5 separate regions of the Mus musculus genome follow, and regions 2, 3, 4 and 5 are each linked to region 1. A link is a contact called in public promoter capture Hi-C data. All regions are on one chromosome and are shown on one strand. Each heading gives the region's core, a stretch centred on a gene start, on an enhancer-like site or on the middle of the called end of the contact. The rest is flanking DNA. Distances are from core to core; before and after follow the strand shown. Region 1 holds the start of Ice2 (interactor of little elongation complex ELL subunit 2). Region 2 holds the start of Aqp9 (aquaporin 9). Region 3 holds the start of C2cd4a (C2 calcium-dependent domain containing 4A). Region 4 overlaps Vps13c (vacuolar protein sorting 13C). Region 5 overlaps Vps13c (vacuolar protein sorting 13C).

Region 1 (5,058 bases), core at 913-3,412:
AAAGCCTCAACTACAGAGCACATCAAGTGGAAGAGAGACTGTGAGAACTTAAAGGCATACCTTTCAAACTATCAAATTCAGAACAAAAGAGAAAAAAAAGGACATTCAAGATTTTGGGAGACAGCATTGAATGGGGGACAAACATTTCTATCACTGCCATACCCAGGTCAAGAGAATAAAGTTTAAATGTGTAGAACAGTCATTAAATGAAATGCTAACAGAAAGCTTCCCTAGCTTCAGAAAGGTATTGGACACTCATAAACCGGAGACCTCTGGATCCCCAGAAAAGACATGAGCAGAAAGAACCATCACCATTACATAACCACACTGTCAAGAGGATAGGGCAGCACTGGGGCTACAGCTCAGCGCTAATGCCTGGTTAGCATACTTAAAGCTCGGGGTTAAATCCCCAGAACAGCAGCAAGATAACAGCTAAATACGTGATAGAAAAGAACTGTAAAATCTGCAAAGCACTAAATCACATTTAATAGAAGCCCCATTAGAGTAAGAGGAAATTTCTCAGTAAAAGCCCTACAGGCAAGGAAAGCACAGAATGACATATTTCAAGTCAGGAAAGAAAACAACTGCCAATCAGGATCACTATACTCAGCAGAGCTATTCTTCAGAAATGAGGGGGAAACAAAGATCTTCCAAGATAAGCAAAAACTGAGGAAACTGGGGACTACCAACCTTACCTTACAATGGATACTTCATGGGGGACTCAGAAGTGAAAGAAAGATAACATCATGGGTGTGTTAAAACAGTAATGTTACTAGAAAATACACAAAAGACATATAGAAGAGAATCAGATATTTCAAGCAAGTGAAAGAGGGAAGATTAAGATGAGTAAACTTGAAAGGGGAATATTTATTTATTTATTATTTATTTATTTTTATTTTTAAATATTTATTTATTTATTTTCGAGACAGGGTTTCTCTGTGTAGCTCTGGCTATCCTGGAACTCACTCTGTAGACCAGGCTGGCCTCGAACTCAGAAATCTGCCTGTCTCTGCTTCCCGAGTGCTGGGATTAAAGGCGTGCGCCACCACACCCAGCTTAAAAGGGGGTCATCATTTATGGTTCTAGCCACAACATCTTGTCTTAAAAGATTTATTTTTATTTAAATGTCTCCATGTGTGTACCACATGTGTTTGGGTACTCTCGGAGGGCAGCAGGTAGGAGGGCAGCGGGTAGGTACCAAATCCTCAGGAGCTGGATAACAAATGTTTGTGAGCCACCTCATGTGGGTGCTGAGGACTGAACTTGAGTCCTCTGGAAGAACAGCAGCAAACAGTCTTAACTACCAAGCCTTTTCTCCAGCCCCAGTAACACTTAAAGTGGCTCGTCACTCTCTTTTTTGATCCGTTTACACACGATGACTTAGAGTCCCAAAAATCAGAAGTTCTGGAAAAGCCGGTTTTAGTTTTGGTCCTTCTTGCACTCAACACCAAACAGAAAATATTTGTGCTTAATCCATCTCTTTTTAATGAATTGCTGCAAGAATAGCGTGAGAGACTCGAAGGCCCACTAGCAGACATTGGCCTATCTCTAAAATGAAAAAGAGAGTGGAGTGGAGATTTTGGGTGTAATGAGAGCCTAGTATGTGTTGAGTAGTGCGCTAAATATAGCTTCATTCTTTGTCTTATTTAGACCTTTCCAAAACCCTTATCTGTATGTAATAAAAATTGATGATAGGGGCTGAATATGTAACTTGGTAGGGTGCTTGCCTGTCATCCTGAAAGATTAGGTTCCCTTTCCAACACCGTATACATGGGGTGTGGTGGTAGTGCATGTCTGTAATCCCAACACTCAGGATGTGGGGGTCATAAGGATGAGAAGTTCAAGGTTAGCCTTGGCTGGAGTACATAGGATATTTAAAGTGAACCTGCCCTACTTGAGACACTATTTCTAAGACAGACAGACAGACAGACAATCAAGCACACACATAAAAACTACTGACGAGTCAGGATCAGAATGAGGGAAGCCTGAAGTTACAGCCTGGGTCTACCTGGTCCCTTAACACTGTGGCCAGTCCTCCCTTTGCATTCGCGCGCAGGCCCGTCCCGCGGCGCTCGCGTGACGTCATCACGCGCGGCCGTGCGGGCGCCCTCGGGGCTTTTAAATGAGGCCTTCGTAGGCGGGCAGCAGTGAGTTCAGCACAAAACGTGTGTGGAAGCGTCGGCTTTTCTCGGGGGCCAGAGCCGCTTGGGACCCTGAGGTGGGCGGAAAGGCGGCTGCGCGCCGACTCCGGCTCGTCGGGAACGCGAGGGGCGGGAGAGGGAACATGGCGACGCGGGTCTGAGGCAGCGCCTCACCGGACTTTGCTCACAGGCCTTCCTCGGCGGCTTCCCTCACGTGTCTTCCTCGGCGGCTTCCCTCACAGGCCCTAAGGCTTTCCTCATTCGACCCCTCTCCTTCCCCGATACTTTTGTCTCCCTTTGCTTCTCTGTAGTTCCCTCCCCTCCCCCTCAGCCCCACACTCAGGGGAAAGGAGAGGTAGGTGGTAGGCGGAGAGGGACGCCCCTGAGACCCCATAGGGACCCAGAGGCCAGTTCCTGCATTGGACTCCTAAGTATCTCAAGGCCGCACGGGATGACAGGGACAGACACCCAGCGTGAGTGAAGAAGTCAAGCTACAGCGTTAATTCCGATGACACCTTTAAAGGTGCCTGTGAATTGTTTTCTGGAGTTGCTCGCACCTGAGTGTCACAAGTGCAAAGTTCTCTTTGAAAAGGACACGGTCCCTGGGATCCAGAGAGCCTTTTCTGTGTGCATCGCATGTCATAGACCGCCTCCATAGCTGTATATAACTAGAGGAAATGGAAACACGATTTGTATTGGTGGTAAGGGAGTGAGGGGAAGGGAAGACAGCCCTGCCATAATGTAAACAATGCGAGAACACAGGGCACCCTTCTGGTTTGGGGTCTTACTAACTCAGCTAATGTTGAGGCTAACACTCCTTGCATAAGTTAAAGGGAACGGATCTTTGCTACAAAGAATCGTTCTGCCTGCCTGTGTGTTTTAGTCACTTGAGGTAGATGCTAATCAAGCAAAGGCTTTTTATGACCCAAGGTGATATAGGTTTGATCTTGACCTTTTGTTTGTCTTCAGTTAACTGTAGACTCTAGGAAGGATCCGACCCTCACTCTCTGGGAGCCTTCACTGCCCAGCTGAAATAATTGTGGGCTAGAGTGAAGGAGAATTCTAGGAAGATGAGCTCTAGCATAACCATGAGTGAACCAAGGCTGAACTGGTGAGTTGGTCCTCTTCCTGATCCACTGTGAAGGAACAAGCTGGGGATGGTGGGTATCATAGGAAAGGAGATTTCTGGCCTGGAGAGATTTTATAATTTTTAGCCACCAGGGTCTCAGAAATTACCCTGTTCATATACCAAGTTTGTTGAGTTATAGCTGACTGATTTTTAAAGATTTTTTTTATTATGTATATGAGTACACTGTAGCTGTCTGCAGACACACCAGAAGAGGGCATCAGATCCCATTACAGATGGTTGTGAGCCACCATGTGGTTGCTGGGATTCGAACTCAGGACATTTGCTGAGCCATCTCTCCAGCCCCCTAGCTGGAAAGATTTCAATTCCTAAAATGACAACCTAACACTCAAGTTCTTAGTTATAATTTTATATCATTATTACAGTTTTCTTGTGGAGAAGTGCTCGAATTGTTGTCAATATTTCAGTTTAATTCCTTCACTCAAGTAACATTGACCATAACGTATCAGTCTCAATTATAATGGGATATTTTGGGGTGGGGTGGGGGCTGGGTCTCTCTGGTCTCCAGGCTTACCTGGAGCTCACTATGGAGATCAGTCTGGCCTTGTACTCAGAGAGATCCACCTGCCTCAGCATCCTGAGTGCTGGATTAAAGGTGTGTTCCACCATGTCCAACCTGTACTGAATCATTTACAATTCTTCCTAGTACTAGAACTAGGTATTCTCATGATATCTAGGTATTCCCTAGATAGTTCTGTGCTGTGCAGATGCTCCCCCACACCTCTGGCACTGTGATACCAAAGTGATTTTGAAGTGTTACAGTTTCCATTCCCACAGATTAATCCTTAAATTAATCTCAGTACTTCAATTCTTTATTTCTTTCATTTAACCAACATTGGCTGTATTAGTCTCAAACTAATTTTGATATTATAGAACTTATCACTTTAGAGATGGGTTTAGGAAACACCTGTCATTCACCCCATTTATCAAGTCAGATCAAGTTAACAGTAAATAGGAGGGCCAGTGTTTTCACTTGGCACAATAGTACCCAAATCAAAAATAAGTTGTTACATTTTAACATTACCATTCATGCCAGAGGTGAGCCCTGGCCCTGACAGACCCTTGATTAAATGTCATTCTGTCCCACCTTTACTGTTCAAGCTTCTGAAGTTATTTGTATACTACAGGAAAACAAACTATGGACCTTGAGAATTTCACACTGCTCCAAGCTTAAAGCTATCTAAGAAGTAAAACATGTAAATACACAAGATCTGGTACATGAAATTATACTGGCTAGGAGGTGATTGGGAAAAGCTGGGGTAGAGGTTATAACTTACAGCTCTAACATTATGCTTCTTTGTCTAACATGAGATTTTGAATTGTCGAGTACAAATAAATTACTTTATTCCACAGGGATGTTACACCCAAAAATGGCCTTAAAGCATTTTTCTCTCCAGAAAATTATAAAGACCATTCCATGGCTCCAAGTTTAAAAGAACTCTATATTTTGTCTAACAGGTAATATTCACTTGGTTATTTAATTTTTCATTTCATTGCTGTTTTTCTGATAACTGAAATTTTATGACTATCATAGTAAACATTTGAATTATAAAAATGTAAAAAATAGAAGAAAGCTGCTGATAACACTTTGATATTTACCTTTCTCCATACACAGCTGTATATTTATATACACAGAATGAGATCATAGTTGTAATTTCATCAGAACACCATAAAACATAATTCTGTCATTAAAAATCAGTGTTTGTGTTTTTCATGTATACGTATAATATTTTACCCTTAATCTTAATTAATAATTGCTTATTCTTTATA
Region 2 (5,058 bases), core at 1,178-3,677, 1.8 Mb after region 1:
GCGCCACTACGCCCGGCATGAAACTGATTAAGAAAGAGGGAAGGGCTTTAAAACTTTTTCGGTTGTAGAAAAGGAAGTTGAGCAGCCCTCCCCTTTGTTTTCTGCACTGAGAGGTGATTCAGGCTCTGCTTCAATTCTCTGCTTAAGTCATTTCAGGCTCAAATCAGACTGTGCTGGCAACTCCTTCTGAAGGTCAGATTTTCAAACATCAACAGTGAGCCAGGCTGGGTGTGGAGATGCACGCTTTTAATCCTAGCATCCTGGAAGCGGAAGCATGTGGATCTCTTTGAGTTTGAAGCCAGCCTGGTCTGTAAAGTGAATTCTAGGCCAACGGGAGCTAAGTAATGAGACCCTAATTTAACAACGAGAACACTCCCAAGCATCTCCACATCTGGCTGGGGCAATCTTCCAGGAAGCTCTCACTGGAAAGATAACTTGGGGGCTTCCCCCTCCCTTTTCTTCTAACCACCCAGACCTAAGTCCTGACCCTGACCATGGTGAGAAAAATAAGGAGCTTCCGGACAGCGAAAAGAAAGAAGGAAAAGAACCCTCCAGTCCTGACTCAGCCTACACATCCTGCCCCTTTCCTTCTCAATGATCCAAAGCCAAGGATAACATGCACACTTAAAGACAGTCCTCTAGAATCTTGAGAAGCTGGGCTGGAGAGATGGCTCAGCGGTTAAGAACACTGACTGCTCTGCTAGAGGTCCTGAGTTCAATTCCCAGTTACTACATGGTAGCTCACAACCATCTGTAATGGGATCAAGGCATTCTTCTGGTGTGTCTGAAGACAGCAGCAGTGTACTCATATAAATAAAAGAGAGAAATATTTGAGAACGAGAAGCTGAAATTATACCTGAAGTAAGAGTCTCCCTGTCTCTCTGTCTCTCTCTCTGGCAGGTGTGTTTTCTAAAAAATTAAATAAGCCGGGTGTGGTGGCACACACCTTTAATCCCAGCACTCGGGAGGCAGAGGCAGGCGGATTTCTGAGTTCCAGGCCAGCCTGGTCTACAAAGTGAGTTCCAGGACAGCCAGGGCTATAAAGAGAAACCCTGTCTCGAAAAACCAAAATAAATAAATAAATAAATAAATAAATAAATAAATAAATAAATAGATAAATAGAAATAAATAGCTGTCCCATTTTAAAAAAAGCCTGAGGCCAGGGCTCACACCAGTTCAGAAAGTAGCAATAGTTTCTGGTCTCTGTTTTATTCTTTGTTTTGTTTGTTTTCATAGCTGAGCCAATCTCTTTTTGAGATTCTTAGGCCTGTCCATGTTTAACTCTATGAAGTTCAATTTAAAGACCTTGAGAGATTTGCTCAAGTCAAGTTCAATCAAAAGGGAGAAATTATATGAAACCAACACAAGGCTACACACACACACACACACACACACACACACACCATACTAACCCCAAGTTCTGATTTACTAAGTAGGTCCGGTGAGATGACTCACGAGATAAAAGTCCCTGTTGCCGGGCCTGATGACCTGAGCTCCATCCCTAGAGTCCACATGGTGGAAGGATGGTGGAAGGAGAGCTGACTCCAGCAGGCCATTTTCAGATGCACTTGTGTGCATTGGTGCACACACATAAATAAATAAATAAACAAACAAACAAACAAATAAATAAAACTGCCAGGCCATTTTCAGATGCACTTGTGTGCATTCGTGCACACACACAAATAAATAAATAAATAAATAAACAAACAAACAAACAAACAAAACTGCCAGGCACCTCTCTTGGCAGCCTGTTCCACGCTATCTATTGACCATTAATGTTTGTTTCAGATGACTCAGTCACCAAATGGGAAGCAATGTCTAGCAACTCTTTCATCATAAAAGCCACTTTGAGACATTTTAAAATGAAGAAGTACTCCCCTTCCCCCTTCTCCACTCCTATCAACTGTCTTGGCTACACGTTAAGAGCGAACGAAGCTCTTAATGGTCACCAAATAGTCAAGTAACCTAGAAAGTGACTTGCTGCCTCCTAGAAGGGACTGGAACTGATAATCAGGGAAAACAAAAAAACAAACGCCCTGCTCCAGACGCCTGGCAGCCAGGAAGGCGGGGTTAGGTCTGAACTGGGAAAATGGAAATCGAGCAATACTCACAATCATTATAAAGGTGCCCAGGAACTCAGAGAGTGTCTCCTTAGCCAGACAGCTCTTCAGGGCCAGCCTCTGCACGAGGTTCTTCTTGGCTCGGTCCTTCTCAGAAGGCATCTTGGGGTTTCTGCCAGAGGTAAGCTTTCCACCAAGGTCTGCTCGCTCAGTTTCCTGCCTTCACTACCACATGAAAACCAAACCAAACAAAAAAGAATTTTAAAAAAACCAAGCTCACTTAGCTCTGCACGGATCTCTGGAGGCGACTAAAGAGATACCTGACTGTGTCAGAGAGCCTGTCCTAATTAGGAACTGTGACTTAATCCTTGTCTGCCTCTGCTGTCAGCCCCTCCCTCCCTCCCAGCTCATTGCTATTTGTTTGCATTAATGAGTTATAATTCCAAATCCTCAAAATGACTCTTTTTGTACTTGACAGATTAATCATTACCTTTATTCTCTGTTCTCTGGCTACTTTTTCTCTGTTGGCTTTCTTTCTTTTTTTTTTTTTTTTCCAGGAGATGAGAAAAGAGATGCTACGTTGGTTGGGTTGCCAAACCAGAGATGGGCCTTGGTCCAGAAGAGATTTACCTGTTACACAACTTCAGCCTTCTGATGATTTGTTTTCTCCTATTCGGAAGTGGGCAGTTTGGGTGTAATTTAGAATAGTTCAATCAGGTATAGACACCTTCACTGTGAACATTCTCTCCTGAAGGTTTTCTTCCAAACTGGAGAGTGTAAGGGAAAGAGACTAGGCTGGCTCTAGTAGTGCCTCGGGGAGTTCATGGGACTGCTGGAGTCTTTCTGAAGGGCTCCAGAAATAACTAAATTAACTTATGGAAGGGCAGTTTAAAGGCTCCGAAATGTAAGTTTATGGGGCATTGGGTTAGTGCTGCCTTTAATCCCAGCGCTGGGGGTAGGGTGGGGGGTGAGGTGTGTGTGTGTGTGTGTGTGTGTGTGTGTGTGTGCAGAGACAGGTTGATCTCTGTGAGTTCAAGGGCCCAGCCTGGTCTACATGAGTTCCAGGACAGTTGGGGCTATATAGAGAAACCCTGTCTTGAGAGGAAAAAAGGGGGGGGAGGAGGGAGGGAGGGAAAGAGGGGGGAGGGGAGGGGAGGGTGTTAAGGTGTTTATGGGACAAGATGGGAACTCCCTCTTGTTCACTGAAGTGGTCTCCCTATCTGGTAAACAGAGTTTAGGATTCAAGAATCAGAAAGATAGAGAAAGCAGAGGACTGGAATTCTAGCCCTCTGACCAGTCAATCCCATCCCAGTTAAAGAAGAGAGGAGTAACTATGCCCCACTAAGGTATCTAGTTTAAATCTGATGAATTAACATCCTCACAGGCAACAGACTACATCTTATAATAGCTTCTTGACCTGATCAATAAGCAAGCCCTGATTTCCAAAGCTGGTTTGTCTGAAAAGACGGAATTGGAGGCAGTAGTCTCTAAACACCCCCAGGCAGTCCACTGACTTGAACCCATGCTATGCTCCCTCCCTCCCTCCCTCCCTCCCACCCTCCTTCCCTCCCTCAGAGCAGCCTGCCCAGTTCCCAGTCTTCTTTGGGGCCCTCCTCTACCTTTGCAGGAGGCCCTCAATCATTTCCAGCTGAGGAGGCAGGCTGGAAGGGGTGAGGGGAGGCTGTGAGCAGAGCAGCTGGGAAGAGCCCAGAGGCAGGATCAAACACCTAAGCTGCAGGTAAAGTTTACAGTTCAGACCGAAGAGGTCAATACTATAAATTTAAAAAATAAATAAATAAAAAACAATCTAGCATTTCGACTTTAATTCCTGATTAAATGGTCATGATGAGGATGTAGCTGAAACACCCAGAAGTTTGCTTTAACTCCTGGTTAGGTGATCATGGATAGCTTTGTCTTGGAGAGTTTCCTATGACCACATTATGCCCAAGTCCTGGTGGCTCGACCAGAGGAACAGGACTTTATTGCTCTGACTTCAGCTAATAAGACACAAAGCGTGTTCTTCAGAGTCCACGCTCACTCACCTGACAAATATTTATGGCATACTTGCTGTGTGCCAAGCACTGCCTGTAGCAAAAGCACGGGGCAGTCTTGCTTGTCACAGGGCTGGCTATGACGGAGACCAACATTAGACACAATCACACAGGGACACGAACAGACAACTCCAGCCGAGGACACATGCTCTGCCGGCGGGGGCTGTATTTCCATGTGCAAATACGGCAAGCGGAGTCCACCTTGTTGGAGAGATCTCTGCAGTGTCTTCTGGGAAGTTATGTCTAAGCTGAGATCAGGAGGCACAGGGCCTATTCACATGAAATGGGGAAGGAAGTGGGTGTGAAAGACTTTGAGGGATGGGGGGGCAAAATGACACCTATAAAAGAACCAGAGAAACACCCACTGTGGTTAGCCTCCAGGGTGAAGGAAGGAACAGTGTGAAGAATGAGCTGGGGTGGGAGAAACAAGACTATACTGAGCCTTGTAAATTGTGTATCAGGTTAAAAGTGTCATAAATCATTGGAGTAGATTAGACAGGTCGATGAGGTCGTCAGATCTTTGGGTTTTTAAAAAGATCATCCTCTCCTAGCTGTCCCTGACAACTTAGCTACAGATGGATTCAGTTGTGCAACAAATGGTTGCCCACCAGGCTCTAAGGCACAGCTCTAAACTCATTGCCACACAGACAGTCCTGGTTAAAATCAATGGGTCACAAGCCAAGTTGGGCTGGCTCATACCTTTGATCCCATCACTCAGGAGGCAGAGGCAGGCAGATCTATGAATTCAAGGCCAGCCCTAGCTACAAGAGCAAGTTCCAGGACAATCAGGGCACAGAGGAAACCCTGTCCTGAAACAAAACAACAACAGATAACAGATCACAAACAAGACAAAGACGGGGTGCTATGGGGAAGACAAGGTGCTATGGGGAGGCAGAAGAATGACAGGGACGGAGTGACAGTAAGGAGAGTGCCCTAAGTACTTACAT
Region 3 (5,058 bases), core at 834-3,333, 1.6 Mb before region 1:
TTAATGCATCGTAAGTAACTGACACTATCAGTCTCAAAGGACGCCATGGAATAAATGAACTTTAAAAACGAGGCTGGTCTGACATCGACAGTAACTATTTTCCAGTTGGAATGTGTGAACAGATTAAATACAATTGCTGCCTACAGTGGGGAACACTGCTCAACACTACCCCATTGCACAACAGAAATTTCAAGGTGTCTGCCCACACAAAAAGAAGCGACGTATATTACTATAATAATTTAGGATTAGCTCTGCCAGAATTGGACTGAAACAAAGCCCTGGCTAGAAAAATGAACACATGTTTATTTTGTACAAATGGCTGTCAGTCATTGTCCAAGAGCCAAGAGGCTGAGAGTGTGCCAGGACCAAAACCTAAGAGTGTCTCAGGGCCAAGAAGCTGCAAGTGTTCCAGGACCAAGAGGAGGCTACAAGTGTCTCTGGGCCAAGAGTCTCTGTGCATCTCATGGCCAAGCGACCTTAGGTGTCCAGGGCTCCAGGGAAGCCGCGCTCATAGCAGTAGCAGAGAGCCCAGCAGCAGCTCGCCCTGGCCCAGCCGCCGTCCCTTGCTCTCCGCCTTGATGCGCACGGCCAGGCGGCGCAGCTGCTCCTCCGGGAGCCGGTCAAAGCAGCAGTCCTGGTCCAGGGCGGCCTTGCGGCTGCGGCGGACCACACTGGCACGCTGCTGGCCCGACGGCCTCAGCACCAGGCTGAGGCGGCAGCCCAGGGCGCGGGGTTCCAGCGCGGCGGCCGGGCCCTCAGCGCGCAGCAGGCGGAGGCGGAGGCAGGCGCTGCGCGGACAGTATTCGGCCGCCAGGCGCAGCGTGCAACCCCCGCGGCCCAGAGCCACGCTGGCTTCAGCTTGCAGGCGCTCGGGATCCGGGCTGCTGGGGACCGGGGGCGCGCAGGAGGCGGCGCGCTCGTGCTCGTCGCCGCGGCACGGGGGGCGCGCGCTGGCCAGACGTCGAGGGGCTCGAAGTGCGCGGCTCAGCAGCTTGCCCGGGGAGCGTAGGAGGCGGCGTCTGCTGGGAGCAGGAGTGGGCGTCGGGACCCGGGCAGCGTCTGGGTCGCCCGGGGCAGGGCGCGGAGCGTCCGGGACTCGGCGGGGGCTCGCGTAGGTGTGCGTGCGGTGGCGAAGCCCAGGCCGGCGGACCGGGACACCTGGGTGGCCGAGGAAGAGCGACTCCTTTCGGCGCGTGTGCGGGCTCTCGAGCAGCGCGCAGAAGCCGTAAGCGGTGCGCGCGCGGGGTAGGTGCGGCAGCGAGAGCGCAGCCTGGGAGCGCGGGTCCCAGTCTGTGCGGCCCGCGCCGTCGTCGGCCTCCGTGTCTGCAGCCCAGGCTTCGCGCAGCGCAGCCCAGGCCGTGCTAGGTTCCAGCCTCGGCGGGATGAAGAACTCTGGGATGCGGTCTGGAGTGAGCACGTTTGCGCACGCAGCGGATGAGCGAGCTTTGGAGCGGTGGACGCGCCCCGGGAGAAACCCATCTCGGTCCCGCAAGAGCCGCTCCAGACACCACATCTGGCCGCTAGTGTCTGAACCCTGTGATCCTGTTCCAGGCTGCCTGCAACACATAAACACATACCAGTCAGAGACAGTCTGGAGGAAAGCAGGAATTTCTGTCTCTTTTCTTTGACATCGTCCTGTCCTGAGCCTTACAAGACAAAATGCATCCCTCACCACAATTACAAACTGTTTTTACAGATTGAAAAACAATCGTATATCGCCCACCCTGTCTCTAGTCAGATGCCAGGTAGATTTGCAGTTTGCTTCAGTCTTTTCCGTCCTACCTCTTTACCTTTGTCTTCTAACTTGCGCCTCTGTCCCTAGTTCCAAGAGGCGCTTTGCTTTGATCATTTGTGCACTCATTTCCTGAAACCTTAAGTGTCTAGTACACTCTAGTTCTGCGCGAGAACACACACACACACCCCAGAAATGGTTTCTCCTTCTAGAGAGCTTCGGGCCACCTGGGTCTAACACCCAGGAGGGAACTGGATTCCCATTCATATACCTGGTATTCAGAGTCAGATGGTTTTCCAACCCGGAGAAACGCGGAGAAATTCAAAAGAGCGCGGCAGAGTTGATTCCTGATGTTCCAGGATAGCTGGTCCGGGCTTTTATACGAGCTGTCACGCTGCTGCTTGGTAACCTGACGCCTGGCCCTCCCAGGTCCCTCTGCCACGTGGATGGATTTGCTGAGCTGATCCTGCAGCTAGTTCTGCTGTGGTTGGAGCTGTTCTCTAAAACCCTGAACGAGTTTGTTTCCTCACATGGAAAACAAGATTTAGTGTGGACCATGTCGCAGTCCTTGTGAGGACGGATGGGCAAAATGAACGTGAGTGCACAGAAGCACTCTGCACGCACCATTGGAAAGAAGCCAGAAATCGGGTTTGTCTTACCCAAATGGCCGTTCCCATCTCCCACCTTCTTGCTGCCAGCATTGCCTTTTTTTTTTTTTTTTTTTTTTAACTTTCTGCTTTCTGTTCTGATTTTAGAGGTCATTTCTCTGTTGATTTTAAATCACTCTTGGGTGGTGGTGGGGGTTATGGGGTTCCGGAAACGTTACATATTTGTCTTGGGTGGGGTTACAGGGGTGTATTCCTATGTAAAGAAATCATCCAGTGTACACTTAAGATATATATTTTAAAATAAAAAAAACCACAGCCTTCTTAAGCAGGATGCTAATTTTTAACTAGGGATTCAATTATACTCCACACATCCAGCCACTGGTATCGTCCCTTTGGAAACACACACTAGCCATATCTGACCTTTGCACACTGTGTCTATCTGAGACCTCCATCCTTTCTCTTGAAAACTGGTGTTTATCCTTTAAGAGAGTTGCTTGCAGCTCGAGTGGAAAGAGATTCCGAAACATCTGGATCAGAGTATGGACATAGGGTATTTCTGAGTAGCTGCCTTGCAAATTAATGGCCTCTTCAAGCAGTGTTGAATGAGTTAGTCAACTTTAGGCAAGTGGGGGGGGGAGGTTCTGTTTGGGGCATGTCCTGTGTGTGTTTTGCATACAGAACATACAGGTAATGTGCTATAAAGTTGTCACAGAAACCTTAGGAAATTTGGATTATCCATGTTTTATAAACAAACACCTCCCCCCAGCACTTCAGATGTTAAATAACTTACCCATTGTCACTAAGGAAGGAAATGAAAGGAATGCCCATTAATGAGTAGTAAATGCATTATTAGGGGAGTAATATATATTGTTACGCAACGTGAATGGAACATAGCAAATGTTAAAGACACAAGCAGTGAGTTCTGCTGTTCTAGTGTTCTGTGGCATCAGTTTGGTTACTTTCAATGAGAGTGGGAACAGTGGCAGAAATTAAGAACACTGGCTTTGAATTCACGGCAGACAGGTATCTTACTATGAGCAGCTTATTATGAGCAGGTTACTGAGTGTTTCTGAGCCTTGGTATCCAACGTAAAGACCACAATAATACACAGTGTGGGTTTGCCCTTGGATAACATATGCAATGCAAATGAACACTTTAGCATAGGACCAGATGTGCATAATGTTAGCTGTTCTGTCCGCTGTCAGTACTTTAAACACTCCTTAGATCATTCATGTGTTTAAAGCAGAATTTATATACTGCTTCCTGGGTTCTGTCATGATAGATCCATGAATCCAGGCTGTCCCAGACCCAGTCAGCTTATGTTCAACTCTTAGAAGAAAAAGGAAATGGTAAAGTTGAAATATTTGAATTTCATCTAGCCAGGGAGGTAGTAAAGAAGAAAAAATGTAAAACTATTTTATTTTTAATATGTGTATGCACATGAGGGCACATGTGCGCGCGCGCGCACACACACACACACACACACTCATGCACGTGCCTGCACCCAGAGGCCAGAAGAGGGCGACGAATTCCCAGGAGCTGAAGTCCCGGTTGTGAGCTGTCTCCCAGGGGTGCTGGGAACCTAACTTTGGCCCTTCACAAGAGCATCAAGTGCCTTTAGCCACGGAACCATCTCTCCAACTTCAAGGGACTTTGGACTCTTTTAACATTTAGTCTGATAGGATAGGCGAGGGTCCCTGGGTCTGTGACTAGCTTCTCCTTCATCTTATAACGTCTCTATTCCTGGCTCAAATTCTTGGACCAAGGTTCAGTCTGTAAGAGAGTAATTGTTAAGCTTTACCTAAAGGCCATGTACAGATGTTCAAACTCAAGGTTTTTCTCCTGAGGAAAAGTGCTGCCGATTGCATGTGATCCTGGATGTTGGTTACATCGACAAGGACCACGAGAACTCAGTCTGAGAAGTTGTGACTCAAGGTTACTCTCCTGCTGAGTGCAGCTTGTAGATAGAAGTGATCATATCTATCACATAGATTGCTGTCAGAGTAAAGACATTCTTGTGGATTCTCTGGGCAGACAGCAAGTGCTGGCTAACAGCCGTTGTTATTGTTACCATGCATGCTTGTTTAGCCAGGAATTAGCTGATTCACACTGCAAGCCTTGAAAAACAAACCCTCTGCTCAGCCAAGCAGAGTGGGCTTGTTTTATTTTTATTAACAGTCCACCTTCTTTAGTAACACCTTATAGACATTTCCTGTATAAGGTTTCTTGAAAACAACAGAGAAGCAGCCTCGTAGGCCAATTCTCTGTGACCACAGAAGTCTCATGTTTTACTTGACACGGAAGCATGAGCCATCCGGTACTTGGGAGGTTGCTGTCGTCTGGTCCAGCCAGGTGTCCAGAACACACAAATCTACTCAAAAGAAGGCAGTGATCTTTCTGGGCTCACACCTGTAGCCGTGGGGCCATCTAGAGATGGATCTGTGAAAACAACACCCATCGTGGCTGGATGTATCCTCAGAGTAAATAGAAAAGGAACATTTAAGAACAGATTTAGTGAGGAAGGAATGGGAGGGGTTGAAGGTGAAGAGGAGATGGGTTCTAGTGTTCTGTGGCACAGTCTGGCGAAGACAGTTAACAGTGTTGCATTATATATAACTGAAAATAGCTAGGAAAGATTTTGAATGCATTTGCCATTCAGGCAAATACAGGTTTAAAGTGATGGCTATGTTAATTATCTTCATCAGAAAATTCCTTGAT
Region 4 (5,058 bases), core at 696-3,195, 1.5 Mb before region 1:
CTTTAATAAAGCATGATGAGGGGTTCTGATGGCAGTCCAGTAGTGTCTATGGTTTCTAAGAAAAAAAATCCATTTTGCTTCATTAGCGTATGTAGAAGTAGTTCAATAAAAAATGAGGTGTGTCACTTGGACACTAGTGGGACTTCATTTCTTTCTATATAATTCCAAGTTAGTTTATTTTCTTAATTTACACACACACACACACACACACACACACACACACACACACACACATACACACACGCACACGCACGCACGCGCACACACACACGTACACCAGTGCACATACATGCACATAAATGTGCATATACATGTACACACATATATTCATCTAGGCATAATGGCATATTTAGGTATAGTGATACATAACTATACATTTATAATCAGTCACATATATAATTAATATTTTACCTTTGTGAAGTCTCCAACTCACTGTTTTTCAAGGATTAATTTAAGAGCTTAAAAAGTAACTAAGTGTTTTCAGTGCTCTATAAGAAAGGTGTGATCTGGTCTGTTTTAGTAGTTGATGGTTCAATTGGCATAATAAGTCAGCTCTTCGCTGATGTGTTTGTGTCTGGTGGAGACTCGTGCTTTCTCTATGGAGGGTGAACACCTATGGAGCCTGTCCTGTGTTAGGCCTGTTAGGCCTGTGCAGTAGGAAATGCAAACATGGCAGCTTCTTGGGTGATGAGTTTTCAGATTTGTCAGAATGTATTTAAAAATCAGAAGGTGAAATTCAGCTTCAGGTACTGGGTTCTGAATGTAACATAGATTAATTTAGGAACTGAGGAATATGATGAGAGATTATTTTCCTATAACTGAAGAAAACTGGTTTATCATTTTGACCATGTTTATAAATATTCTTTCCTAGTTTCTGTTGGATATGCATCATCTTCTTGTGAGCTTTTTATCTGAGTGATAAACATCCTTTAAATCAGTGGTTCTCAACCTTCCTAACACTGTGACCTTATGACATGGTGACCTCTTACAATAGAGTTATTTCATTGTTGCTTCACAGTTGTAATTTTGCTGTGGTTATGAACTGTGATATAAATATCTGATATATTGAATATTTGTTATTTGATACCTGAGGGGATTGTGACCATTGGTTAACTGCTTCTCATCTTACCATATTCATTAATAGTTACTACATTATTATCGCACTTTCTTTAGACTTGCTTTCCCAGTCTTTCTTGATTTTAAAGTCTGGGGTACCATTGCCTGTGTAGGGACTCAGGGAGATAACGAGAGGGGATGCTCTGGCCTGCATGGGCAGATAAATACAAGCGAAGATAAAACCCTCATGTCGATTTACTCTAAAATACATAGCTTCCTTAAAATGCTGTTACTGGCTGGGCAGTGGTGGTGCACTCCTTTAATCCCAGCACTTGGGAGGCAGAGGCAGGCGGATTTCTGAGTTTGAGGCCATCCTGGTGTACAAAGTAGAAAGTATAAAGGGTGATAGATGAGTTCCGGGACAGCCAGGGCTATACAGAAAAACCCTGTCTCGAAAAACCAAAAAAAAAAAAATGCTGTTACTGTTGTTTGGAACAAAAATCTGAAGTTTTTTATTTCAATTTTATAGAATTTGCTTAGCTATAAAGATAAGCTTTTTTTTTTCCCTTTTATTTCTCTGGAGTGGCTTTCTGTACTTGGGAAGCCATCATATACAGCTTCTCCTATGTTAGCTTCCACATTTAAAATGTTAATTTTGCAAGGTAATATATACATACACTTAACAATCAAATGGCCCCCATAACACTTAGGGTGATAGGTGGCAGTCCCCTGTGCACACTCTGCTGTCCTTCATACCCTGTTCTTTTAAGCCAGGTTATGATTTAGGAGTCTCAGTGCTGTTCTTTTCTGGTTCATTAACGTCTGCCATTGTTGTTTCTTTTCACCCCAACCCCCTGCCTTGTGTTGACACGAGTCCAAAGGCCACAGAGACATGCCCTTGCATTTTTGCGAAGTCTGAATGGGTCATAATTTTAGGCCAGTTACCTCCTATGACAAGGTAATTGTTCAGTAGAAAGGTCTACTGACAGACTACGATTATACTTCCTTCTAGAGGTCTTGTTTTTCTTGACTTGTAAACATTCCCTTTCATTCTTTGTTTAATCTGCTGTGAAATGCACTAAGTTTGACACATATGACTTGGTGGTTTTCCAGGTGTTTTCCAACTGCTTTAATTCCTGTTTTGGTTCTCTCTACATATGCCTTATTATTTTTTTCTTGGAGTTTTCTTTCTGAATTCTTTTTTTCCCCTCTAGTTTATTTCAGTGCTGCATAAATGAGCCTCGTTTCCTCACCAGGCAGGAGCTCTACTACTGAGCTTCACTTTCGGTGCCTGTGTAGTTTAAAATTCACTTAGGGTTTGGGTCTGCACACGTAGTCTTGCTGAGCCTGTCCTGTTACTTCTCTGCTGAGTTAGCGCCTCCATGGCTCCATGGCTGCCTTGCCTGTTCTTTTGTTTCCTCCTGTGTTTGCTGGGCACATCTACTAGCTCTCAGTGTGACTGAAATTTCGCTCAAGGCTGAATGCTAGATTTCTTTTTTCCCCTGGGCTTAGAATATCACATTCAAGATCCTGGAAGTGGTAGTTCATACTAACAGGAGGATGGGGCAGGAGAGGTTGACTATAGAACTGTTTCAAAACAGACACACACTACACACAGACACACAGTCCCCCCACCCCCCCCCAAGAAACCCCCAGCCTTCCAGACCTACCGGACCAAACAACAATTAAAAACTCAAAACACAGTATTAAGGAGGTTGAGAATTCAGCTGTTGCATGCTGTGTCTGCTAGCTTCTGGGTGATTTTGAGGCACTATGCTCTTATATGTTGCTGAAAATGGAACTCTGATATCAGGCAATTTGAATTGGGCAAGAAGGTGTTTGTTCAATGATGAACAGGAGAAAGTGCTAAGTCTCATCAACAATGCACAGGTAGAGTGCTAGGAGACTTCAGAATGGGATGACACTGTTAAGTTGTGCAGATCAGTGTGTTCTGTGAACATGGAAGAGAGAAGGAAAGAGTTCTCCAGGTCGGGGAGGCAGGGTAGACAGGGTAGAAAAACCCAGAGCACATGTGGGGAACAGCTGGAAGTTAAGGGGAGAGAGAGAGAGACAGACAGACAGACAGACACAGAGACACACAGAGAGAGTGAAAGATGGAGAGACAGAGAGACAGAGAGATAGAGAGACAGAGAGACAGAGAGAGAGATTGGTTGCATGTACGGTTGGGAAACTAGGTGAGATTACTTTAAAGAGATTTGAATGACCGGGCGATGAGGTCAAGGACCACGTTTGCCAGTGCAAAGGTGAACTTTAGCCTCCAGCGGCTGAGGAGGGGGAGTTCATAACCTTTCTTTGAAGTCTGAAGTTGCAGTCTGGGCTGGGCTTCCTTAGGGAGAGAAGTGGGAGAGGGAGTTGTCTAGCCATATTGACTCGAGTGAGTAAAGTCTGCGGGCAGCTTGTCTGCAAGGAACAAGTTACACAGTGAACTAAGAGGAGACTTTCTCATCTGACTTTAAAGTTAGTGGCACGCATCATGGGAACATAATGAAAGTGGGCCACAGGACAGGCAGGAGGAGAACCCAGATGGCAGATTTGTGTTGTGTTTGAAAATTCGAGATGACACTGAGACCCAAGCCGTCAATGCTCTTTACCTGCCTTGCCCAATTTGATTGTTACAACTTTCACAATGGGAGTTTTGTTTGAATATAAAAGGAAGGTTTATATGTTGAAAGAATGTTTCCTTGGGGAAGATGGTTTTATGCCCCTGCCTCTTCACATGTCCTGCAATGTGGTTTCTGAGTTTTTGAAGCTAAGTTTGGGTGCATTTCCCATGCAAAACTAAAGGTGTCTTACCATGCTTTGCGTTTTGGTTCCTGCTGCCGTGGGATGCAGGTGCACACTCAGGGGAGTTCATGTATGGCTTGGAAAACTTGCTTTACAAGGACGTCAAGCCTGGTGGGTATGCATGGTTAATTTTACTTAACTTCATGAAACTGATATTCTTATTTATGTCTGAGCTTTGAGTGGAGTCCACTGCATAGTGTGCGTCCTTTGGGAAATATGGAAATGTAATTCACATTCATACCCTTGCCATCTCTTCCTTTTTCCACCCTCCGCAGCCATTCATTCATTCACTGAGTCTTTGAGTGTCTCCTGGAAAACTCTGTGCTGGGAGCTTGCTGTTTGTGAGTGAGCCAGCACAGTTCACTGCCCCTGTAGAATTCTCAGCTCTGCCAGTGACTGGGAAATGCGCACTGCCCTCCCTTTGGCCTTAGTTTTTAGTACAGTAATAGTGTTTCCCAACTGAGGGCTTTCTCTTGCTTACAGCAGAGAGTTTCAAATCTGCAAGAAGCAGTAAGATGGAATATATATATATATATATAATATTATACATAATATATATTATATATGTATATATGTATACATATATGTATACATATATACACACATACATATATATGTGTGTGTGTGTGTGTATATTTAATACTTCATCCATAGCCTCAAGGAGGAACTCCTGCGTTCCCTCTCCTGTCCTCCTGACTGTACAATCTTCTCTAGTCTGTTGTCCTGTATAGCTGAAACCCGAAGCTTCACAAAAGCAAACTGAAGGCTGTTTGCTGTAGGATTTAGAATGGAAATCTTAAGTACACTAGGATGTGTACCAGATATTTAGCAACAGTTTCAGTATTTTAAATGAAATATTATATCTTTATAACTCTTCAGGAGTTTATGTTAATTTCAGCACAATTTAGATTTGCTTTGACTAAATGGTAAATGGGTCTGCAGCTCAAATTTCAAATACTGAACGCTATGGTAGAATTCCTATGCAGATAATTAACTTCTTTAATATATATGTTTGATAGTGAGAGAATTTGCATGGCAGTTTCACAGCATAAGAACAATTTCTCATTTTAAAAATCTAGGTATGGAAGTTACCATGGCGGAGATTTGTAATCAGATTTGCTAATTTGTTAATTTACAAATAAACCCCAGTAGTAACCATGATTGACTGTAATTTGCTACTTTACAAATCTATCATGG
Region 5 (5,058 bases), core at 1,659-4,158, 1.5 Mb before region 1:
TCTTTTCTTTAGGTTTTCAGGATTTGCTGTGATATACATTTATACTTGCTTTTGTTTACATAGTTGGAATGTCATAAGTCTCGTCAGTGAGAGTAGTCTCTGCCCCACTGCTCTCTGGGTCCTCCTTTGGAATGTGAGCTATCCCCCTTTCAGCTCCCTGCATTTCTGTCTCTCCACTCTTCACCCGGAGAGCTTCCTCTAATTCTCTTTAGCTGTTCCTGGGTCTCAGTCAGTCTAGAGGGCGTTTCATCAGTGCCCTGCCTTGTGTTAGGACCTGATTTCTAGTATTTTCTTGGGAGCCTTATTTCACAGGCTGCCTTCATGCTCTTAAAACTTAATATTCTTCGAGGGGAAATACATCCCCAAATTCTGTATCATCTCCCCAGTGGCTGTTTCAACTACGTTTTTGGTTTGGAGTATCACATGGGCACACATATTTGTGTGTAATGGCAATGTGTGTGTGCATGTGTGTGTGTGTGTGTATGTGTGTTTGTGTATGTTGTGTGTGTGTGTTTGTGTATGTTGTGCATGTGTGTGTATGTGTGTATGTGTGTGTGTGTAATTCGACAGCCATCCAGCAGGCTTAGTTTTTCTTTTCTTCAGCTAGAGCATTGGTCTGAGATGCGTAGTTTGCTTAGGTGAAGGCTTCTCGGTGGACACTCTCTGCTTCTGTCACTGTTTCTTTTAAACTAAGCAGACAAACTTGGATCATTTCTAAGTGTGCGGTCTGTCTGATAGGCTTTCATTGAGTTTTCTAGTCTTGTTTATTCATGGAGAGTATTTAGGTGCTGGAACTCACAAGCTTTGTTGAATTGTTTGATAAGGCACCATATTTAATTAAAGAGAAACCATTAAAGCTAGCAGTCATTTGCATGTTAACTGTTTTTATTTATTCCTGTTTAGTATGTGGCCCATATACTGACTCTGAAGTTGGTCAGCACCTCTATTATAATAAGAGAAAACAGGAATGTTCCAGAAATCTTGAGAGTCCAGATAATTGGCTTGGGTACCCAAGTCTCCCAGCGACCAGGAGCACAAGCATTGAAGTAAGTTTTAAGAACTTATTTTCATTTATGGCTTTAGGCCCTAAATATATCATCTTCTGCAACATGAAAGAATACCGAAGAGAAACAGCTTTTCTTTCATTTCTTTTATTTTGCATGTTTTATTGTGAATTGTGTAATTTACTCTTCTGTCCTCTCTCCTTTCTGCAAGTGTTTGTCAGGTAGTGTTTTATTTAGAGTGTCTGCCCTGTGGCAGTGGCTTAGGGTACAATACATTTCTGTGTTCAGGACATTTATATTGTATCTGATAAAAGGATATGCAGAAGAGCTAATTGAAGACTTTCACACATTAGACAGTTTACTGTAGAGCATGGCATGAATAGGACAGGTATACTGTGTAGCTCAGTTGTGGGGGAGGGAAACTGAAACAGTAGGAGGTGTAGACAGCTGAACAGGAAGGGTTCCAAGAGAAGCAGGAGGCAGCTAGAGGATGTGGGAGTGATGTAGAAACATGGTGATAGCATTATCTATGTCTAAACCCTGTGATGGGAACCTATGCCATGTCCTGGGGTTGACTAATGTAGGCGTTTCCTGTGGATGATAAATAGCTAAGGAGACACTGACTCTCAGCAACAAAAGCAGGTTTTGTAGGTAAATGGAGGCCAGCTTAAGAAGATGAACTGTAACTTTGGGCATAGGGCTGGTTGTCAGGGCAATTTTCAAAGAGATAGCCCTAATTTTATCTGTTACATGCTTGCTCTTTCCTCATTGGATAGGATAGAAGCAAAATTAGAACACTGGTACGTCACAGGTTTGCGACAACAAGACATTGTGCCATCACTGGTGGCTTCCATTGGTGACACTACATCGTCCTTGCTCAAAATTGAGTTTGAAACCAACCCTGAGAACAGTCCTGCTGACCAGACTCTGATTGTTCAGTCACAGCCCGTGGAGGTCATCTATGACGCTGTAAGTGCAGGCAGAAAGCGGCTTTTGAAGCTGTCTCTAGGGTTGAGGGATGAATTACTATGTAAGTGCACGGGGAAACTGAGTGTGCTATGAAATACAAGAGTGAGTCTGCATCCTCGGCCTTCAAGTAGGGGACTGCTATGGTCAGGTGCCTGTATCCCAGCACTGTGGGAGGCAGGCAGGATTGGTCGGACTTGTTTGCCTCCAGCCTAGCTCCATGTTCATGAGAAGCCCCGCTTGAAGAGAATAAAGTGGAGAGAGTGACAGAACAGGGCAGCATATTCTCCTCTGTCCTCTGCACATGAACCTGGGTGCACTCAGCCACATACACACATGATTATGTATTACACATGCATATGCCATATACAGACATGAAAAATGAATTTAAAAGTTTCCTTTTTTAGGGCTGAAAGGATGGCGCAGGGTAAAGGCTCTGCCATGTAACCCTGATGATCTGAGTTCAGTGGTTGGAGCCCAAGTAAAGGCAGTCGGAGAGAGCTGACTCCACAGAGCTATCCTCTGATCCCCATACATGTGCTATGATATGTGTGTTCACATGTGCACAAGCACTCACACACAGTGATAGAATGAAGTTGAAAACATTTTACATTGCAGGGCAATACCCATGACCAGACTTTCCATTGTACACATTTTAGTAATTTACACATTTTAGGAATGTGGTGCAGTTTGTTTAACACAGCCACATCTGTATTGTGACCCAAGTGTTCTTGGACACTTAAGTTCTTGCACAACTCCAGAACTTTCTTTGTCAAATAAAACCTTTCATATTTTTTATAATCAAGTCTTATAAGTAGGTAAGAGTGAATAGCTTTCCTCTATTTCTTTTCTAAATGTCAAAGTATGACATAATCCAAGTTTAGTGTTGAGGGATAGGCTTTCCTCTCTAACTGGAGGCTAAAACTGGAGGGCGTGCCAGTTGCTACTTCCACAAGCCCCACTTAGACCTCTTGCCAGTGCTGTGACATATCTCCTCTCCCATCAGCTCACTAGGCTGGTCCTTGCTCATGGTTGTCTCTCACTCTTGAAGGGAAGTAGTAACACAGAATAGCTTTGGATCCCATGCTTCAAAGCCATAGCTGTTTATAAATGAGGTGAATTCTTCAGATTTGTAACATAGATTTAATGTACAACCTGTCGTGTTTTAAATTTCTTTTACAGAAAACTATCAATGCTGTTGTTGAATTCTTTCAGTCAAATAAGGGGTTGGATCTTGAGCAAATTACATCAGCTACCTTGATGAAACTGGAAGAGATTAAAGAGAGGACAGCTACAGGTGAAATCTTTAGTGTGTCTATCAGCACCAGCTAAACTCCAAAGGTGGCCATCTTAATGGAAACAGTGTGTTTAAAGTAGTTTAGGCTTTCTTTTCTGTCTATATCATACATTGGACATGGCTAACTCAGAGTTGAATAGACTTGGTAGAGAGGAAGAGAGTAATGGAGCGTTGAGATGCTTTTCCTGCGTTACAGCCAAGAACCTGAGCTTTAGAGTGACCTTGAGGTGGAGCACCACCCCCACCTCCACTCTTCAGAGCCGTTCATGGTGCTGTGCATGCCTAGTTTTAAAGAACCCAGCAGACTGTTACGTCAGGTTGCTTAACAATCAGCTTGCAAATCGTTCTATGCCTAGACCTAATACTAGTTATATAGGATTTACTGTAATATATAATAATATATATTAATATGTATAAAATATGCATATGTAATATATACACATATACATATGTACATATGTATACACACACACACACACGCACACATACAGAGAGAGAGAGAGAGAGAGAGAGAGAGAGAGAATGCAGCTTTTGGCAGGACTGACACTACTTGATATCTTTCAAGTGAAATTCTTAGTCTTTTTGTTAGTAGTATCACCATGTACAGCTTGACCACATCATTGTTTCCCTGGCCTTCTTTTAGGACTTACGCATATCATTGAGACTCGGAAAGTTCTCGATTTAAGGATAAATCTGAAGCCTTCTTACCTGATAATTCCACAGACAGGTTTTCACCATGAAAAGTCAAATCTTCTCATTTTAGATTTTGGTACTTTTCAGGTAGGTATATGAGCACCTCTCTCTCTCTCTGTCTCTGTCTCCTATTTTTTTTTCAGTTCACTTGAACTAACTCTAGACTTATTGCATATGTATTATATGGCTACCCAGAATGGCAATAATTTGGCATTGAGATCTTGATGGATGTTTTTTCTGTTTTCTGGATGGAAACCATCTTAGTTTTCATGGTTTATAGAGTTTAATTTTACAGTGTCAATTTCTGGGCTATAGATTTTGACAAAAAGTCAGTCTGTCTGTCTATCTATCTTCTATCTATCTATCTATCTATCTATCTATCTATCTATCTATCTATCTATCTATCTATCTATCTGTCTATCTACCTACCTATCTTTTGATTGCTCTAAATAACCAAAGTGAGGTTTTGGATTTTCCTCTCAAGTCTCAGCATTTGGGAACAGGTAGGCGTTAAACTGAACGGAGCCTTTATTCCAGCTGGGAAAAGGAAGCAGAGGGTGGAGCCGCGTCCTGACGGCCTCTTCCGGGGCAGTGTCCAGAAGGCAAAGGGTTCAGGGTGGGCAGTAGGAGAGCTGAGCCACAGTTGGCAGTCCTCTCAGGAGTCAGGCTGAGGAAGGAGCTCTCCCTCTGGGCAGGCTATTTGAAGCAGACAGCTGTGTAATTGGCTCAGTGACTGCAGATGCATCTATTGCTCAAGCGGAACAGACCTGTGGTGGGGTAATGCACTCCTAGCGAGCTGCTTACAGATCATCAGGAAATTAGGCACTCTCCTCTCTTTAGTTAGAAGTTTTGAAATGTGACTAAGGCATGCTGATATGTATGTATGCTTTTCTGTTATAGAAAGAAATTCAGTTGTTTTCCTTCACTCCGTTTTAGCTCAACAGTAAAGACCAAGGCGCACAGAAGACTGCTAATGCATCCCTTGAAGAAATAATAGACAAGGCGTATGACAAGTTTGATGTGGAGATAAGGAGTGTGCAGTTGCTCTTTGCAAAAGCAGGTCAGCCACTGCTCAGCTCTCAGGGCAGGCAGATTAGC

What was found. Promoter capture Hi-C pulls out the DNA fragments that hold promoters and counts their contacts.
Region 2: a promoter capture Hi-C map of liver shows a contact between it and region 1, with 3 times the contacts expected there. The contact joins the promoter of Aqp9 here to the promoter of Ice2 in region 1. A contact is called at or near these places in 5 of 39 promoter capture datasets (erythroid cells, hippocampal neurons, liver and 1 more).
Region 3: a promoter capture Hi-C map of erythroid cells shows a contact between it and region 1, with 14 times the contacts expected there. The contact joins the promoter of C2cd4a here to the promoter of Ice2 in region 1. A contact is called at or near these places in 10 of 39 promoter capture datasets (the 3T3-L1 cell line, the HPC-7 cell line, embryonic stem cells and 5 more), 3 of 115 datasets of contacts at active chromatin or transcription factors (embryonic forebrain, embryonic midbrain and large pre-B cells) and 1 of 9 other capture datasets (macrophages).
Region 4: a promoter capture Hi-C map of liver shows a contact between it and region 1, with 2.1 times the contacts expected there. The contact joins the enhancer-like site here to the promoter of Ice2 in region 1. A contact is called at or near these places in 5 of 39 promoter capture datasets (the 3T3-L1 cell line, the C10 cell line, hippocampal neurons and 2 more).
Region 5: a promoter capture Hi-C map of hippocampal neurons shows a contact between it and region 1, with 8 times the contacts expected there. The contact joins the enhancer-like site here to the promoter of Ice2 in region 1. A contact is called at or near these places in 7 of 39 promoter capture datasets (the 3T3-L1 cell line, the C10 cell line, hippocampal neurons and 2 more) and 2 of 115 datasets of contacts at active chromatin or transcription factors (large pre-B cells and stem cell-derived neural progenitor cells).

The regions. Positions count from the first base shown.
Region 1 is chr9:69,395,836-69,400,893 of GRCm38.p6, forward strand. It overlaps Ice2 (interactor of little elongation complex ELL subunit 2), which reads left to right and starts at 2,163. Exons shown (of 16, transcript NM_145618.3): 1 at 2,163-2,218; 2 at 3,111-3,252; 3 at 4,642-4,746. The coding sequence starts at 3,212.
Region 2 is chr9:71,160,862-71,165,919 of GRCm38.p6, forward strand. It overlaps Aqp9 (aquaporin 9), which reads right to left and starts at 2,428. Exons shown (of 6, transcript NM_022026.3): 1 at 2,112-2,428. The coding sequence starts at 2,222.
Region 3 is chr9:67,830,247-67,835,304 of GRCm38.p6, forward strand. It overlaps C2cd4a (C2 calcium-dependent domain containing 4A), which reads right to left and starts at 2,084. Exons shown (of 2, transcript NM_001163143.1): 1 at 2,004-2,084; 2 at 286-1,556. The coding sequence starts at 1,513. The coding sequence ends at 509.
Region 4 is chr9:67,862,271-67,867,328 of GRCm38.p6, forward strand. Vps13c (vacuolar protein sorting 13C) reads left to right here. Exons shown (of 85, transcript NM_177184.4): 6 at 3,910-3,972. Among named protein-coding and RNA genes, the nearest start is that of Vps13c, 24 kb to the left of the region's middle. Within about 2 kb of position 1,946, at least 13 of the 459 cell types and tissues checked have an H3K27ac peak or open chromatin away from gene starts, as enhancers often do. A contact at or near this core is called in liver, where this site is marked.
Region 5 is chr9:67,892,178-67,897,235 of GRCm38.p6, forward strand. Vps13c (vacuolar protein sorting 13C) reads left to right here. Exons shown (of 85, transcript NM_177184.4): 19 at 904-1,046; 20 at 1,781-1,973; 21 at 3,153-3,267; 22 at 3,911-4,047; 23 at 4,897-5,020. Among named protein-coding and RNA genes, the nearest start is that of Vps13c, 54 kb to the left of the region's middle. Within about 2 kb of position 2,909, at least 16 of the 459 cell types and tissues checked have an H3K27ac peak or open chromatin away from gene starts, as enhancers often do.